2 separate regions of the Bactrocera dorsalis genome follow, and region 2 is linked to region 1. The links are chromatin contacts, called in public Hi-C maps. All regions are on one chromosome and are shown on one strand. The core of a region is the stretch at or near the end of the contact, and the rest is flanking DNA. Distances in the headings are between cores, read along the strand shown.

What was found. Hi-C and Micro-C count contacts between places; a contact is called where the count stands out from the background.
Region 2: a contact with region 1 is called in a Hi-C map of whole body, with 4 times the contacts expected there. The contact joins two enhancer-like sites. A contact is called at or near these places in 2 of 2 Hi-C or Micro-C datasets (both in whole body).

What each region holds. Positions count from the first base shown.
Region 1 is chr4:44,413,110-44,417,272 of ASM2337382v1, reverse strand. The region is part of intron 1 of LOC105222577 (serine/threonine-protein kinase tousled-like 1); the gene reads left to right. Among protein-coding and RNA genes, the nearest start is that of LOC125778435, 18 kb to the right of the region's middle. Within about 2 kb of position 2,267, the one cell type or tissue checked has open chromatin away from gene starts, as enhancers often do.
Region 2 is chr4:44,514,000-44,518,162 of ASM2337382v1, reverse strand. The region is part of intron 1 of LOC105222577 (serine/threonine-protein kinase tousled-like 1); the gene reads left to right. Among protein-coding and RNA genes, the nearest start is that of LOC105222577, 47 kb to the left of the region's middle. Within about 2 kb of position 2,177, the one cell type or tissue checked has open chromatin away from gene starts, as enhancers often do.

The DNA.
Region 1 (4,163 bases), core at 1,018-3,517:
TATTCTATATATAAAACGTGTATTTATAGATTTATTGACTTTTAGCGTTTTGGGCATTTTTGTGTAATCAGAAAGTCACCTGATCGCGATCTCATTATATACTTGGCGTACTCGTGATTTGTACCCATTATACATACATATGTACACACGTTTGTAGATACATGCCATATCGTCACTTAAAATGCAAAATAACGTAACATCACTTTTCATAAGTTTACGGGCGAAGAAAAAACTATATAATGAAACCACTCATATTGAAAGAAAATTTGAGTTTCGGTTATAAAAAGGTTATATATTGGTTATAAAATAGTTATATATTGGTTATATCTGAGAGCGGAAGCGGAAAATTTTGTGTTATTACGTATGTATATGACATGATGTAGTGAATCGTAAGTGTTAAAAAACTAAATTTCTATTTTTTTAAGATGCGTTGTTTTGCATTTTAGTTGACAATATATAGTATACTTATTTTAGTTGGGTGCTTAGGAATGCATTTAAAAGTAGCCTTGAGTATACTTGGACGGACGCATATAATCAACTAATTTACCAAAACTTTTATTTTCCTAAATAAAGGGTGTTTCGAGATTTGCGCGCTATTATGAGCAATATGAGAATAATTATATTTAATTGTACTATGTTTTAAGCTATACTACAATGAGCAAAAAATAGTAAGTCTTTGTTCATTGGTTTAAATTCTTAATTTATTCTTCAAAATTTGGAGACGAAACAGATCAAAGTAATCCCCATTTTTTCAATCAAAAAGCCGTTTGAGTTTTCTGAATAGCCAGAAGACACACGGAGCTAAAGCAGACGAATACGTTGATTGCGAAACGATGTTGGTTGAAAATTTGGTTAAAAATTCACGAAAATTCAATGCAGTATGGCACGGTCCATTATCGTGGTGTGAAAACCAAGAATTGTCGGTCCATAATTCTGATCTCTTTTTACGAATAACTTCGTGGCCCATAATTCCGACCACTTTTTATGAATAACTTCGTGCAAACGACGCATAACATTCAAATAGTATTCCTTGTTGACGGTTTGGTCAGTCATAATGAATTCGGAGTGCAGCACACTTTCATAAACGACGAAAACTGTCAACATAACCTTGATTTCAGACCTGCTCTGACGTGGGTTTTCTGCTTCAGTTCCCCCTTTGCCACGATAATCGGCCGAATGATCGTCTGTTTCCGGGTCATAGGCATAGATTCAAGACTCAACGCCAGGAATAATACGTTTCGTGACATCATGGTTATCGAAAAGCATTGCTTCACAGATATTCCAACGATGCCAGTAAGATCTCTGACGGTTAATTGTCAATTCTCAAGCACCAATTCCTTTATTTTATTGACGTGTTGATCATCAGATGATGTTGATGGATGTCCTGGATGTGGTTCGTCGTCAAAGAGTTCTCGACTGTTAAATTAAAAAGTCTTACTATTTTTTGCCCACAGTACCGTTTGGATAATTTTGTCGGCCAAAGATTTGAATTCTTAGATTTTATCTTTCTAGCGTATCTAAACACCCTTTATTGATTGATTTTTGTATTACCGACCACGTCAAGTCATCAACAGTTGGTCGCGATAAGGCGAAGTTATAGCAAATACACGTACTACACAATTATGCCACTTAACGTCAATGATTTTTACAATGGCAATTGATTAAGGATTGATTGTTTTAAGAATTAAAATCTAGAAACGTATGTATGACATTTTTTGAGTTTCTAGGCGTATATTTAGGCAAAAAGGGTGAAAAAAAAAATATTGGAAAAAAGTATTTTATTTTTCTTAAAAAAGAACATAAAATCATTAATTGAAATTTAGCTGTAAAACTACCGTCTGCGACACGTGCATATCTATAACTAGATTACCGATCGCAATTTTTGCTCCTGATCATTCAAATGTATCAATGTATGTATGTATATCACTTCTGGTTTATACTGTTTGCTTTTTTTTTGCGTAAAATACCAACATATCTCGCTGCTAAACCGCCACAACGCATTATTCGCCGCTATTCGCTATTTTATCAGTCGCTATCTGATATTTTATTGCATTAAATACCTAATTAGGTAAGCATGTCATGTCGGTGAAATATTTTAAATTATTCGAGTATGCGATTGAAATGTGAAAGACAATTTATAGCGCATTGTCAGAGCGTTGCCATTTCAGACACTATATAATATTGTATATATGTACTATATACGTATACTATATACGGATGTGAGTGTAATACTGTGTGCCGCACAACAGTCAAGTGTCTCTTTACACACATTTTATATTATAATTAAGTACATATGTACATATTTATATGTGGTATATACATACATATGCACTACATTTAGATACAACGTGAGTTAGTGTGCTGATGTGTAAATACATAAGTGATAGTCAGCCGATCGTGCGCTCGATCTGTGGGTGCAGGCGTTCATTTCTTTGTGACTTTGAGAAAAATAAAAATAATAAAGTGAAATAGTAAGTGAACACATAAATTATATACATTTGTATATGTATGTATATGTTCATATGAAAATCAAGTCACCAAACACATGACTTTTATTATTCACCGATTTCATGCTGACAAATTAGCTTTGTCCACGGCATATTTGAGTTTTAGACATTGTATAGACACATAGGTATATATAAACATATAAACATATATACACATAGTATGTATTTATGAAATACTTCAGCACTAAATTAAAAATATTTCTTGTTACTTGAACATAACACTTGTTAGAATAATTTAAATGGAAATAAATCTTAATACAAAGCATTAGGAATTATGTATATCTACTAAAAAAAAATAAAATTTAAAAAAATGTATATAGCAAAAAAAATATTAACCAAAAAAAATATAAAAAAAAATATTTTAATTTTTTTTTAAATTCATTAAAACACAAATACTTTAAAAACTAAAATATTAATAATAATTTAAATAAGTAAAAACAATTTTCAAAAGTTATATTTAAAAAAAATATTTACCAAAAAATTATCTAACATTTATTACAAAGAAAAAAATGTTAAAAATAAGTGAAACAATTATTAAAAAAATTTATTTAAAAAAATTATAAAAAAATGTTTAAAAATAAATATTACAATTTTTTTTTTTAATTATTAAGGGGTCATAGGGTAATCTGGTCTGTTCATTTGACATTTTTTTTCATAGAAATTTTTATTTGACAATAGAATTTTTTCTCATATCATGAGGTATATGGTGGGGTGTATAAACAAATTTTTTCGGAATTTTTTGATGTCATCTGTCGGAGAAATGGCTGGGTGAATCTGATCCCCCCTGACCCCTAACGAAACAAACACTTTAAAAAATACTAAATTTTATTATTAAACTAAAATTATACTATTATTAAAGAAATACATACATTTATTATTTAAAAAATATATAATTTTTTTAATTATTAAAAAACAAATTTCTTAAAAAAACAACTAATATTTTTTTTTCATTTTACAACCTTATGACTAAGCGCTGTTATTCTTATTCACTAGGTGAATGCTAACCAAAACTAAAAATAAACAATTTTCTAAGTCCATAAATTTTCTTTTAATATCTAGTGCCGGCCAGTGAACCGGAAATTATAATAGAGTTTGTTATTTTCTTAGTTGCCCTAATTATTTTCTTTTACCGCGTGTTGAGTGATATGTGCCAAGGTATACCTACATATGTACATATGTACTTATATATGTATATACTTAAATTCATTTTTAGACTCGAATATTTTATTTTGTATACTATGTTTGCCTTAAACAAATGCTTTGCAATTTATCAACTATAAATAGAAGCTAAAATAAGGTAAGGAATGCTCGAAAAGTAATTGAATACATTGATAACAGTGATGTTTATCGATTTGTTTTATTCAAAAATGCTATGCGGTGTTGCTTATTTTCCGGGACTAAATATAACTTTTTCAAAATTGTGTACATAAACATTGTGACCAAAAAATAACCGGAAATTTTAAAAATTATTCATCAATATTTATTTTGCCGCCTTCAAAGTAATACCCACCAGATGTAATACACTTATGTCAATGATTTTGTCGGATGACCTTCAGCTGCTTCAGCGAATTTTGTTTTATCTCTTCGATCGACTGAAAATGAGACCCACAGAGCGGCGCTTTCAGTTTGGGGAGTAAGAAAAAATCAGACGGAGCC
Region 2 (4,163 bases), core at 928-3,427, 100 kb before region 1:
TGAATAAATCTCAATGTACACTATCCGATCAAATTTGACCCGGACTGGTGTGCGAGCCGAACGAATCGATAATTTTTTTTAGAATAGTATAATCCTTTTTTATGTTCGTAAGAAATTTGATCCCTATATATTAATTGGTGTGGGTTTGGCAACTGCTTGCCCAAAGTGCGAAAGGTTTGTCTGACGATTTTTACATGAAAATATTACGTCGAAACAACAAAAATTTGTATTTCTAATAGAATCTCGGGCCTGAGTTCTGAACTGGTTGTTCAAAAGACTAGAAAAATGGAGGAAAATATATCTCTTCATGGAAGAGTGTGAGATTCATTCACAGCTACAATTAAAGTACATATCTGGGAGTACTAGACCCAAGGTTTAATTTTAAAGATCACCTGGAATACACTGCAGGCAAAGCGAATAAAATCCTCAACGCATTATCAAGAATGATGGCAAATAAAGGTTGCGTCCGCGATTTTTTTACTCGAAAAGTAAATAAGATCGGTTGTATTATATGCGGCTCCAATATGGATCTAGGCGCTAGGCCTTAAAGCGTATGCCAGACAAATAAGCACAGTACAACGCTGTCAGCACAAAGAGTTGACAGTGCCTTCCGAATAATATCAAGCGATGCTGCTGAAGTAATAGGCAGTATGGTGTCCATTGAAACCCAGGGTGACGAATACGAATATAAGTTATCAGAGCTGTCTATAGGAGACAAAGGAGAAGAGAGCGCAAAAACTTAACAATATGGCAGCAGCGGTGGCTAAAAAGTTTTGTGAACCCGGCATCCATTCGTGGATAGATAGACGACATGGGGACCTCGATTTCCACCTAACACAGATTCCAGCACGACATTATTCCGAATTGTCTGATGTGTTCGGTTTGAAGACTCTCGGTATTAGTATTGCAGTGAAAAATTTGGCGACACTCATGTGTCAGCTCATGACAAAACTGAGACATATAGAGCAGCAGCCGTCAGTCTGTGCAATGGAGCAGACTTCAATGTCTTATCACTCCACCGAAGTAGTACATAATCAGGTGGTTCCATGGGAGAGTCTGGAGTTGGGAGTAGGTAAAAACAAAATAAATAAAAGCTAGAGGCAGCTTTTACTCTCCAGCTAAAGTTCCCAGTAAGAACTCCAAACCCACATATCTTTTTTATTTAAATTTAAATAATTTTCCTATTTGGCTGTTTTACTGAATAAAATCTGAAAATGATGGATTTTAATTTTTTATTATCAAAAATATGGCAATCCTTGCCGACAATTTGCTAAAAAGCAATATAACAGTGCGATAATTTAATATGGTGGCAGTACGTAATTCGAACAAAAGTTTATGTCCACTGATTACTATCCACTTAAGCGCTGTGGAATGGGCACCCGAGCGATTTGCACAAAACAAATGCCGACAGCTTTGTGGATACAAAAACAAATGCACACATACATAAAAATAAATATAAAACTTTTTGTGTGCCATTTATTTATAATTATTTATGGTTATTATGTAGGTGGAATTTATGTATGCACTGCGCATTTGAGTATTCAAACAATTAGGCAACTATTTAAGAGATTATAGCATGTTAATGAAGTTATTTCATCTACACCCATAGATATTTATATTATATTAATATATAAATTATTTATAAAAAACGCTATTAATAACGAATTATTGCATGTAATTAACTCGTTTGCACATAAAATTCCAACAAATTCCACACAAATAGTTATTAAAGCCTCGTCATTAAAAAACACAAGCACCAGTCATGCGAAAAGGCGAAAATTTAAGAGAAGGTCGTTGGTTTACTTGTGCATATTCTACATACATGCATACATACATATGTATGGTATGTTTTTGTGTCGATTCGTTTAGCGTCGCTCGGCGTTTGGCTGCACACATTGAGCGTGTAGTCGTCTCGTTTACAGCATTCGTTTCTTGCTGTGCGCTCCCCAGCTGGATTATCACCTCATCATGCGGTAGTTCCGTTGCCGTTCCCGTTTCTATTGCTCTTGCTGCTGCTGACTGACTGGCTCCCCATTTTAATCTGTACATACATACATACGTACGCTTCTCATTTCGCATATTTCGTTTCATTTCTCACTTGTCTTAGGCGACTTTATCACACGTCTAGCATTCCAACCATTCCATTGAAATTGTGTTGTGTTGGGGAGCAGCTGTGCGCTGTGCGCGCTGTTATGGCGCTCTCCGCTTATGTTTGCGGTGTCGTTTGGTCGTGCGGCGCACCGGAAGGTCGCTTTACCGCAACAATAACACCAACAACCGAACTATTTATTATGAAAATCGTGCAAACAATGTTATCGTATCTCTCAACATTTTTATATTCTATCGTCGTCGTTGTTGTCGTCGTCGTCGCCTGCGACGTTGTTGCTATTGCTGTCGCTTCGTCAGCAGCGTAATCGTTAATATGTTTACATACGTATATTTACATACATACATTTATGTATTTTTTTTAAATATTATACTATTTTTAGCTTCAGACGCACGCTGTTGCTCGGCTGTGCTTGCGAGTGCATTTTTTCGCCTTCATAGTATTCGCTTTGCTGGTGTTGCTGTTTTTTCGGTTGTTTGCTTCGTCGGTTGACGTTGACGTTGTTTTTGTTCGTTGGCATCGAACTTGTTTGCTTGCCGTCAGCTGTTGTGCTATGCATTTTAAATGGTTGTTGGTCGGGTGAGTGGTTCAATGTGGGCTATCTATCGCGTGTTTTATCGTGTGCTTCGTGTTCGCTTTGGGGGGTACTCGAGGGTAATTACTTTAGCGCCTCTGGTTAGTTAGTTTGTTGGGGTCGTTTTCCGTTCAGACCACTCAAAGTAATACCTATATTTATTTGCTTGTATGAGCCAGCTTGGAAAATGTGGTACGTTTCAATGGCTGCGGAACAGGTTTGGCGTGCGATTTAGTTGTTGAAGATTTGTGTTGCTTTTCTTCGTGTCTTGTGCTCTTGTAATTGAATTGAGTGGATGTTGTCTCAACGAAATTCATGTGGGATCTAATGTAAATTAAATCCATTTTTTATTAGTTTGTATAAGATAGTAGCTACTTTAAAGCGGCAATAGGGTTTCCAAGTGTTTCGGGTATTATGGAATTTTAGTGTATAGTCTGATATAGGAGGTGTGTATATAAATGTATTGAGACGTCCTTTCTTATTTTGATTAATTTATAAATGTTCTTTAAAATATGGTGGGCACGATGTACAGATTTATACTGGGTATATCCCTAGAATTTCTTTATTTGGAACAATAAAAATTTGTTTAAACTTTAGAAATTTAAAATAGGGGAAAATGTAACCGAATTATCCCTTGTCCCCTATTTATCTGATATGGTCATTTGACCTGGATTCACAAATCTTTAATATCGCCTTCAAAATACATAGGCTTCTCAACCAACAGAAGCATGTCAACGCTTTATCTCATTTTCTATACACCTGTTCTATGCTTCGGCTGAGATGTCCTTTAGTGCCTTCAGCGAATTTTGGGTTTTTTCGGTTATATTTGTCTATGTCTCGTCACAAGTAAACATGCGTTTGGGGAATGCAGGCTGCGCCTCGACATGCAACTCTTTTGCGCCGTCAATTTTGCAAAAATTTCGGACTTTTGGTTCGAGTTTAACATTGATACGTGTAATACCCAAAACATTAACCAAATTCTTGGCGATACTTTAGAGAGGTTGAGATCCTTTCTTTCCCATGCCTAGACGAAGGCAAAGAAGATGTGGAACTTAAATTTTTCGAAATGATCGTCATTAAGCGCGGTGGATGGACAACTCAAATGAAGTAAGTTTTCGATGGTTTCGCGATCTTCATTGAAGTGACACAAAGCTACTCAACTATTTGACTTCTTGATCGAGTAGACAGCTCAAAATACTTCTACAATATTTTCAACGTTCTTATTGCCATGACTTCCTTAGAATTTAGCAAAAAAAAGTCTAGCGAAAACGCCCGGGTCGAATTTGAATAGATGGTATATCAAATATTTCTTAAACTTTACCATATTGTCGGATCAACTATCAAACAGCAGAAAGGTTAGACGAAACCACTAGTTAAACATTAGGAAAACCAAAGCACGTAAATGGAATAGGGAGTTCGGAGCCATGAGAAAAAATGTATATGATACAACCAAATAATTCAATTAGTGCACCTTGGCAACTC